Regions from separate parts of the Sus scrofa genome. Here region 2 is linked to region 1. The links are chromatin contacts, called in public HiChIP or PLAC-seq maps. All regions are on one chromosome and are shown on one strand. The core of a region is the stretch at or near the end of the contact, and the rest is flanking DNA. Distances in the headings are between cores, read along the strand shown. Region 1 has its middle 540 kb from the start of QKI. Region 2 overlaps PACRG (parkin coregulated gene protein).

The links. HiChIP or PLAC-seq counts read pairs in DNA pulled down with a chosen protein or histone mark.
Region 2: a contact with region 1 is called in an H3K27ac HiChIP or PLAC-seq map of alveolar macrophages. The contact joins two enhancer-like sites. A contact is called at or near these places in 2 of 2 datasets of contacts at active chromatin or transcription factors (alveolar macrophages and skeletal muscle).

The regions. Positions count from the first base shown.
Region 1 is chr1:4,340,826-4,345,435 of Sscrofa11.1, forward strand. No RefSeq gene overlaps it. Among named protein-coding and RNA genes, the nearest start is that of QKI, 540 kb to the right of the region's middle. Within about 2 kb of position 2,741, at least 5 of the 83 cell types and tissues checked have an H3K27ac peak or open chromatin away from gene starts, as enhancers often do. A contact at or near this core is called in alveolar macrophages, where this site is marked.
Region 2 is chr1:5,097,878-5,102,487 of Sscrofa11.1, forward strand. All of the region lies in intron 4 of PACRG (parkin coregulated gene protein), which reads right to left. Among named protein-coding and RNA genes, the nearest start is that of QKI, 220 kb to the left of the region's middle. Within about 2 kb of position 2,509, at least 8 of the 83 cell types and tissues checked have an H3K27ac peak or open chromatin away from gene starts, as enhancers often do. A contact at or near this core is called in alveolar macrophages, where this site is marked.

The sequences.
Region 1 (4,610 bases), core at 1,491-3,990:
CCGGGATGTTTTAAAATGTTGCTGAATGATTAAACACAAATCCTTAAACGGAGAGAGCTGGTTTGTATTAAATATCCTAGAGCAGTGCTGTCTGCCCACACTTGTGCCCTGTCTGGCTGCTGGCTGATAAACGTTGTGGCTTTAAGATATTGCTTATTAGCATGCCTGTATATTTCTACCTCACACAGTCACCCAAGGGTGATTGCTATCTGTTAATTGAATTCTGTGCCAGCAACTGTGTCTTTGTGTGCTTGCCATTATAATTTCAAGGATTGTAACTTCATTTCCTATTTACAAATAATAGCGATAAAAATATAAAGTGACGTATTTTTGCATTCCCAAGTTGGGGTGTATGTGTGCCCAAGTATGTAGTCATATGTGTGCATGTGTATGTATATGTGTACAATACATACATATATTTACACACATATGTATATATATTTGCATTTTTTAGGGAAAGGCACTTAAAGTCACAGTATATTATAGAAAAACACAATTTTATAACCCAAGAATTTCTGTATAGGGACACACATATTCAACCACTTGACAGTCTTCTGCTACTGCACATGGCTGGTCAGTCTACCAGATAGACGCAGGTATGTTTCTTTGTGCACCATAATCAAAACTGACATGGTGGGCAGCATAACCAGGGGAGAGTTATAAAACGGTTCATTTATAAACCTGTCTTTTTTGGGAGCATAGCAGAATAAGCCACAGTGATCTCGTTAGCCCCTTTTGGATGTCTGTCTCTGAATCAGGCATTGCTTGATGTGAACCTCTGGTGAAGAGGAATATTGGACCCTGGATCAATGGCTGAGGTGAATAAGGTGAGAGGATGCGGCCATGGACAGCTTAGAGTCAACGATTTCAACTTCTCTGGTGATGACCTGACCTTAATTTCCTCTCATTCGCTCCAACTTTCAAAGGATGAGTTAATATCCCAAAGCATGGCTGAAGTTTTAAGTCTTCCCCTAGCAAAGTAATCTGCCCAATGATGTGTTCTGTTGGTCGCTGGTAAGAAAAAAAGTCCTGACCAACCTGATCCAGAAATGCATTCTGGACGTTACTACAGCCCAAATGCCTTCACCAAATCATACAGTAGATATCTCCCAGTTCATGGAAGACATGAACTAGGGTGGAGTCATTGATTCCTGGCTATTCTAACACCTGCCTTTAGTGGAACCCCATTTGTTTCCATGACCCCTAACTGGGGGTGAAACTTTCTCCTTTAGAAGTGCCACTGGATGTGGTAAGGCATGATACAGCCCCAGGCCAAAATGCCTCATGAGGTTAGCGTTGTCATGAGATTTCTGGTATCTCAAAATATTTGGACTAAAATGATGGTGCATCTTTACTCATAGCCTGAAAACGCCAAAATAGCAACAAATAAACAAAAGATTAATCAAATGAATGGACACAGCTTTCTAAGGAACCTACTTTGATCTGGAGATACTTTCTACTTTCATAGAAACTTCTGCTCTCGTCACTGAGCTTGCATCAGTCTGGAGAGTCATGGCAGAGTAGGAAAGGCTTGTCTTTCTATGCCTCACCAAGTCCTAGCTTCCTCTCTGCCCACATCCTAGAAACCCTGAGACGTCACACAGCCTGAGTTCATGCTAAGATTCCTACTGGAGTGAAGTACTCCAGATACAGGATTACTCATTTACAGCATATAGTACTTTCCCCACCATCAAAACAATTTAAAAGTCCCTTTTTTGACTGCAAATGATTTTTTTTTTAAGGTATTGGAGAAACTATCATTTACTTTTTTCAACTCGATTTGAACAAAAGTTGAAACCCTGCTTTGTTACGTACTGATTTTCAAACTATAGAAAAGACAGGGAAAAAAAAGACATAAAATCAGGCCGATAGGAGTGTTTGGGGAGAATGAAGTGGGAGTGATGGAAAAACAGGAAGAGGACAAGTGTGTAAAAAAAGTGAGTGTCATAAATTTGAAAAAAAAAATCTAATGGTGTTGAAAGGAGGAAAAGATCATCTTACACGTGGTGTCCACAGAATGGCAAAGAATTTATGGAGAGAGAGTGTGGAGGGTGCATCTTGAAAGATACTTAGTCCGTTTCTGTTCCATGAATAAGTTAATTTGTATCCTTTCTGTAGATTCCACATACAAGTGGTATCGCATGATGTTGGTCTTTCACTGTCTAACGTCACTTAGTAGGATAATTTCTAGGTCCATCCATGTGCTATAAATGGCAGAAACAGACCCATAGACTTTGAAAACAAACTTACAGTTATCACGGGACAGGGGTGGTGGGGGGATGGACTAGGGGTTTGGGGTTGGCATAAGCACACTGAAGTATATACCTGCTGTATAGCACAGAGAGCTCTACCCAATATTCTGTGATAATCTATGTGGGAAAAGGATCTGAAAGATGATGGGTGTGTGCACATGTATAGCAGAATTACTTTGTTGTATGGCAGAAACTATCACAGCCTTGTAAGTCAACACTACTTCAATAAACTTTTAAAAAATGGGAAAAAAGAAAAATATTTAGGATTTTGAAATCTGACCAACCGCTTGAGCAGACAATCCAAGCTAATGAAACAATGTGTGGAAAGACTCGATAAGCAAAAACTCTGGGTGTGTCGGCACTTGGGTTTGCCTGTGGTCTACGTGCAGAAAAAGAGTGAGATGGCCCCTGAAATAGAGGATGAGCTGTATCATGCAGGGCTCCAGCTGACAGTCTGTGGAGGTGAATCAGACAATGAGTAATAACAAGCCCCTGACAGTGGTTGAGCTGTTCCCGGAGACTCCCCAACTACAGCTGTGCTTTGAGAACAGCAGTCTACAATGTGTGAAGGAGAGGCGGGGTTGAGACAGAGAGGAAACAGAATTACAAGCAGGGATTTATTAGAACAGAAACAGAGGTATGCTCTTAACTAGAGTCCTGATAATGCTGCATAACAAACTACCATGAAAGTTAGCAGCAGCATACATAAATAAGCTTTTATTTAGGTCACAGATCTGCAGGTTAGCTGGGCTTCCACCCCTCTCCTAGGACCAGTGGGCTGCCCTATGCCCTCCTTTGTCTGGCAAGGGCAGATGCACAGTGACTGACACACAAGAGCACAAGCACAGCTGTGTAAGCACATTCCAAACTCTGTACAGTCAGAGCTGTTCATATCCTATTGGCTCAGTACGTCACCTGGTCAAGCCTCGAGTGAAGAGCAAGCTCATCCACCACTCACACGGGAATGAGCATGAGAGGGTGAAGCGTCTGCATGATCGTCTAATCCACCATGATGGAATCAAGCCAAAAAGGAGACACTGGCAATGGTAAAGCGGAGACAAGGGGGAGGAGTATTACAGAGCAAAACCTCAAAAGTCACCCTCATGTCACATAGGGGTAGGATAAATGACAGAGTACAAAGAGATCAATTTCAGGTTTCAGACCTGAGAAGTTATGGTGATGACGAGGAAGACAGCCTAATACTGTAAAGAAGTAAAATTTGGGGAGGAACATAAGCAGTTTCCTTTTAGATGCACTGAAAGTAAAGTGTCAGGAGAGCATTGCATGGATGTCCAGCTGTTCCTATAGAACTGGAACTCCCATAAAAAACCTGTCAAAGAGAAAGACAAGTACCATGTGCGATCACTAAAACGTGGAATCAAACTTTAAAACGATGTGAAAGAACTTATTCACAAAACAGAAACAGACTCAAAGATTTTGAAGCCAATCTTTTGGTCACCAAGGGGGAAAGGTTGGGGGGAGGGATGGATTTCGAGGTGGGGATTGGCTTATACACACTGCAATAAACAAAGCTGATCAGTAATAAGGACCTACTATATAGCTTAGGGAAATGTATTCAATACTCCGTGACAGCCTATATGGGGACAGAATCTGAAAAAGAGTAAATATATATGTATATGTATGCCTGGTTTACTTTGCTGCACACTTGAAACTAACACATTTAAGTCCCCTGCAATCCAATAAAATTTATTTAAAAAAAAGACACGTCAAGAGAAAGCTGTGTGTGTTGTCTTCATAGAGGTCGGACCCAAGGAGTGAATAAGATCTTCAAGAAAAACATCATTCTTAGAAAAAAAGAGGAAGGGCCCCATTGCAAGGCCTCTGAGAGCTGTGCCCATCACTCACACAGACCCCACACAACAGGTAGTCTCTGATGGTTCTTTCTCCCTGTCGTCCACATCCAGTGACCTTCAAAATTCTAAACACTCTTTTGCTAGAGTGTTCATCCAACTTTTTCTAATTTTTATTTCCACTGCCATCTTAGAGATTGATATGACAGTCATATATCTTGTACCTTGTAGGAAGCTTAAAATATAGATTTGGAACCTAAAGAGTTTAAAGTAGAAAGAGCAAAGCTAGAGAGACAGATACAGGAGTTGAATGTCCAGAGTTGGGAGAGTCAAAGTACCAGGAATTGTTTGAGATCATGAAGAGAATAAAATAAATGGAGTGAGGAAAAGAAAGCTGCGGGATGAGTTCCTGCAGATCAGAAGTGTATAGAGGAAGAGGAGTGAGTGTGGGATGCAGTCAGAGAAGACGGGGAGGTGGGACTGTGTGAGGTCAAGAGAAATCTAAGAATGCAGCTGTTGCACAGGTCAAATGCACGGAGGAATAGAG
Region 2 (4,610 bases), core at 1,259-3,758, 760 kb after region 1:
ATGAGACACCAACATCAAATGCTTTCACTGACCTGTGGAATCTGAAAAAAGGACAGACTAAACTTCTTTGTAGAACAGATGCTGACTCACAGACATTGAAAAACTTATGGTCTCCGGAGGAGACAGTTTGGGGGGTGGGGGGATGTGCTTGGGCTGTGGATGGAAATCCTGTGAAATCAGATTGTTATGATCCTTATACAACCACAGATGTGATAAGTTCATCTGAGTAATTAAAAAAAAAAAAAGAAAAAAGAAATCTCCTCTCATCTCTAAAGCCAGGCACGTCTTTACTTGCAACCTGGGGAAGTTACCTCCTGAGCTTGGCTACTGTTTCTGCAAGGACAGGAATTTTGTCCAGGTTTTTTTCTCCTTCCCTCCTCCCTCCCTTCCTACTTCTCTCCCTGGTTCCCTCCCTCCTTCTTTCTACTTCCAGGACTGAACATAGTGACTCTTAGCTGGTGGGTGTTCAAAAAATATTTACTACACAAATAAACAAATGCTAATCAAAAGAAGACAAGCCCAGCACATGACCAGGCTGGTGTGCTGTCTGGGAATTTTCCTTTGTCCTCCACTATTGGGCAGAGTGTCACTGACCAAAGAAAGGGGAAGTTTTGCTCTTGTGACTTAGCCCGAGATGGCACAATTTTCTCTTGAAGCAAATGTTATGGCAAGAGAATCAGAGACATGTTTGTATATTTGTCCCGCCCATGGTCATGGGCACCTGAAGAAATAAAAGAGCTATTAGAATAAAGAAGTGAATGTTTGTGTGCAAAGACGCCCCACAGGTAAGGGAAAGCAAGACACAGAAACTAACATTGACTAATCCTAACTCTTCTACTTGTATTCTGTTATTTCTCTCAGTAGGGTTATTTTGACGTGGAAGTCAAAACCTCTAAATTAGGTACGTGCTTGGAAATAAACAGAAAAATCTTTTTACCTGGGCTCTGCACAGGAGAATGGAAACATTAAATGATTTTAGCATCCGAGATAAGAAATCCAAAATCAAAACGGCCTATTTATCTTCTGACTCACTATGTCGCAGAAGCAAAATGTGGGCTAATAAGCGAAAACGCCAGGCTCGTCCACGGGGAGGCTGCCTGAGGAAGCAGCGCTGTGCCTGCTCTTCCGTCCAGTGTCGCTCAGAGCCCATCTGGCCTAACCCTTCCTTACGTTTCACAGTGTCGTGGACCAGGGCTCAAAGGCCTGGCTGCTTTGCAGCTTACGGGACGCTTGGTTTTCTCACGGCAGCTTACTGTCTGCCTGGATCTCAACAGCTACTTTTATGCACCCCTTGGGCTACCAGAGAAATCCCACGACGCCTTCCACCAAAAATAACTGTCTCCAAAAATTCCTCAGGAGTGGCAGCATCCAGGGCGACCCGGGTCGGGGATTCACTCACCACCATCTCCAGCCTTCCTGGGTCACCCCCGGAAGCCGACTCAAATACACACATAAGCAAAGCAAAGACTGTGCTTCTCTGCAAACACAGCTTCCAGGGGAGTCTCCCAAGCTCCCTTCCGACCGGCTCACCTCCCTAAGGAGATTTCAGAGCTGACACTGCTCCCCAGGTTTTAAAATTAACTCTCCTTCCTCCACCCCCGCCAAGGCCAAACCCAGTTATCTGCAAGGGCAGGTCTCGGGGGAAAATACTAACAGTGGTAGCCTTCCTCTCAACACGCAGATATCGGCAGGGATTTAAGAGACGCAGAAATCCAGGTTAGGAGAAGGATGAGAGACAAGGATAATTTCACCTCATGAAGACTCAGGAAGTTGAGCAGCTTTCAGGTATATAAGATATACGATTTGGCAACATGGCATCATGGAAAAAACTGGCAGTTCAGCTCTGCTCTTACCCAGCTCTACGTTGGACAAATGCTTTCATCTCTTGGAGCTTAAGTTTTCTGATGTATAATAAGGTAAAGCCAAGGCCTCCTTCTTATGATTGCTGTGAGATTAAATGAGGTAATTGAGGTAACGGCAGAGGCAGCATCAGTGACAGTGACAGGAGTGAGGGTCAGAGATAGTGCCCAGCTATTTTCTACTTCGAATGAGAATTGAATAAAAAGAAACCCACAAACGCTTAGGAGCAGTTTAAGTTGGGTACCCGAAGTAATTTCCTCACGGGGACAACGTGGCTTGAAGCGGAGGAGTCTGGGCTTCTTCTGCAAGGGCCTCTAGACCAGATGCCCCTTTCTCTGAGTCAGCCATGCCCCTGGCATGGTTTGGCCAGAGCAGGGAAGTGACTGATGGGTCTGTGGGAGGAGGAAGTGTCTATGAGTCTGTGACCAGGCGTTGGGAACTGAAGTTTTGAAAAGTCAGATTCTCCATGTGCTGTTCTGTTCTCAGACTGGGTGGTGACACGTGTTTCCAAGTAAGTGGGAAAGGACATCATACAGAAGAAACCCTTTCCAGGGACCCGGAATTCCTGGCGCGGCGCTCTGTGGCTGGCCGACGCTTCCTGAGCCTGGCCTCGTCTTGCACAGGGTCGTGAAATGACAGCGGATGGCTCTGGGAGCTTTGCCTTGTCATAAACGTTCTGCTAGCAGCTGCCCCAGGGAGTGTGTGCCACCCTCTATGCACTGAATTATCTTCGCTCTGGGAGCCCAGGGCGCTGCTCGAAGAAATGGGAAGAATGAGACACCGCCACCCTAGATGCAAATTTTAACCCAGGGACTCACGAATTGCTGGACACGTGTGGGTGGAAGTTGCTGGTTTGGGAGCTTCCAGACACCCACTAAGTACTCTCCTGCTTGGAGGTGTAGAGGGAGGGTCCTCGAAAGTACTTCCTACAAAAAGGGAAGCAGTGACTTGAATTCTTATCCCACGACCTGGAGGCCTTGAGGCAAAATCTTTTGAAATACGTGAGGAGATGGAGAGCAAGGACCTAAGCCAGGAGGCTCTACCTTATTGCAGGATTCAAAGCCTGAAGCAGACCCGCCTAAACCGTGGAGAATGGCCATGCTTTGGCTTCTAAAAGGGGGTATGGTATCTTTATAACCCAGGCGCAAGGTCTGCTACAGTCTAGCCCCGGAGGAGAAAAGATCATGGCACAAAGTGTCTCTATTCTACGGACAGACTACTTTTGGAAATTCTAAAACCTATTCGTTATTTTTGAATTTTTAATTGGCTCATAAATGCAATAGATGTTTAGAATTATAGAGAAATTTTGACATAATCTAGACGAATCTCAAAATTTAATTTTTAAAACAACTTTTCTTCTCTCATTTTACAGTTCGTTATGGAAGAGATGGTAAGCAAAAGAACCAAAGGCAATCCTTTATACCCTCCCTTCCAAGAAATAGCCATTATTATTGCATTTAAATGCATTTCCTTCTGATGTATGCGTGTGTGCGCATATATGTGTATTTAACACACACATAGTAACACACAATTTGGATTATATTATATACGGAGTTCCCGTCGTGGCACACCAGAAATGAATCCAACTAGGAACCGTGTGGTTGCAGGTTCAATCGCTGGCCTCACTCAGCAGCAGGATCTGGTGTTGCCATGAGCTGTGGTGTAGGTCGCAGATGTGGCTCGGATCTGGTGTGGCCGTGGCTCTGGTGTAGGCCTGCAGCTGTGGCTCAGATTAGACTCCTAGTCTGGGAATCTCCATATGCTGCGGGTGTGGCCCTAAAAAGCAAAAAAAAAAAAAAAAAAAAAAAAAAAAAAGTTATATTATATTCATTTTCATACCTTAATTTTAAACTTTTTATCTTGCTTTTATCATATCCTTAAAATGTTTCACTTTAAATAGCAATGTAATATTCCATCAAGGGAATAAAATATAATTTACTTCACCATTTCCATATTGGTGGGCATTTTACTTATTTCTGTTTCGTCATTGTTACTAAAAACAAATTTAAAATATCTAATGATTTCAGTCTATCTCTACCTTTAATTATTTCTTTAGGTTTAATTCCTGGATTTAAAAATGATTATGTTGAGTTTGTGAGTATTTTAAAATCTAGTTGGCAAACCAATCTCTCTGTATTAGGGATTAGGACTTGAAGTCAAGGGGTCTAGAATCTTCCAGAGATTGCATAGCTCTGTGCTAGAAGTGTGCCCTGAACCCAGGTCTCCTGACACCCAGTAAAGCTCCCTTGCATGCGTTTCAGGATCCAGTCAAAGTGAAGGAAGCAAGAAAGTGTATTGATCAATGCAAGCAGCATTCTTTTTCCCAGGGAAAAGATCCTTGGGAGTTTCTCAGACTGTGTGTGTCTGTGTGTGTGTGTCTGTGTGTGTGTGTACTAATAAAAATCATTCAATGACCTGGGTCAAAGAGGCTTTCTCTGGGCTAAATTGCTATTTACCCTGATGCCAAAGCAAAATATAGTTTCTGCAATTAAAATAACTGAAGTGAAAAAAAAAATCCAGTTATCCTTATTGTATTTTTGGGAACATTCATTTAGAGAATTGCATGTGAAGTTAAGGCCAGTTTACTTAGGTTGAGGGGGTGGAAACCTCTGGAGCGGACCAAGGTAGGGTAACTGCAAATTTCTAATGCTGGCTTCAAATTTTAGACATTAAAAAGCACTTTGCAAGTTTTAAGTATATACCAAGAGGCATAAGGCCTTGTTCTAAAGTAACAATTGTGGCTTAATAAA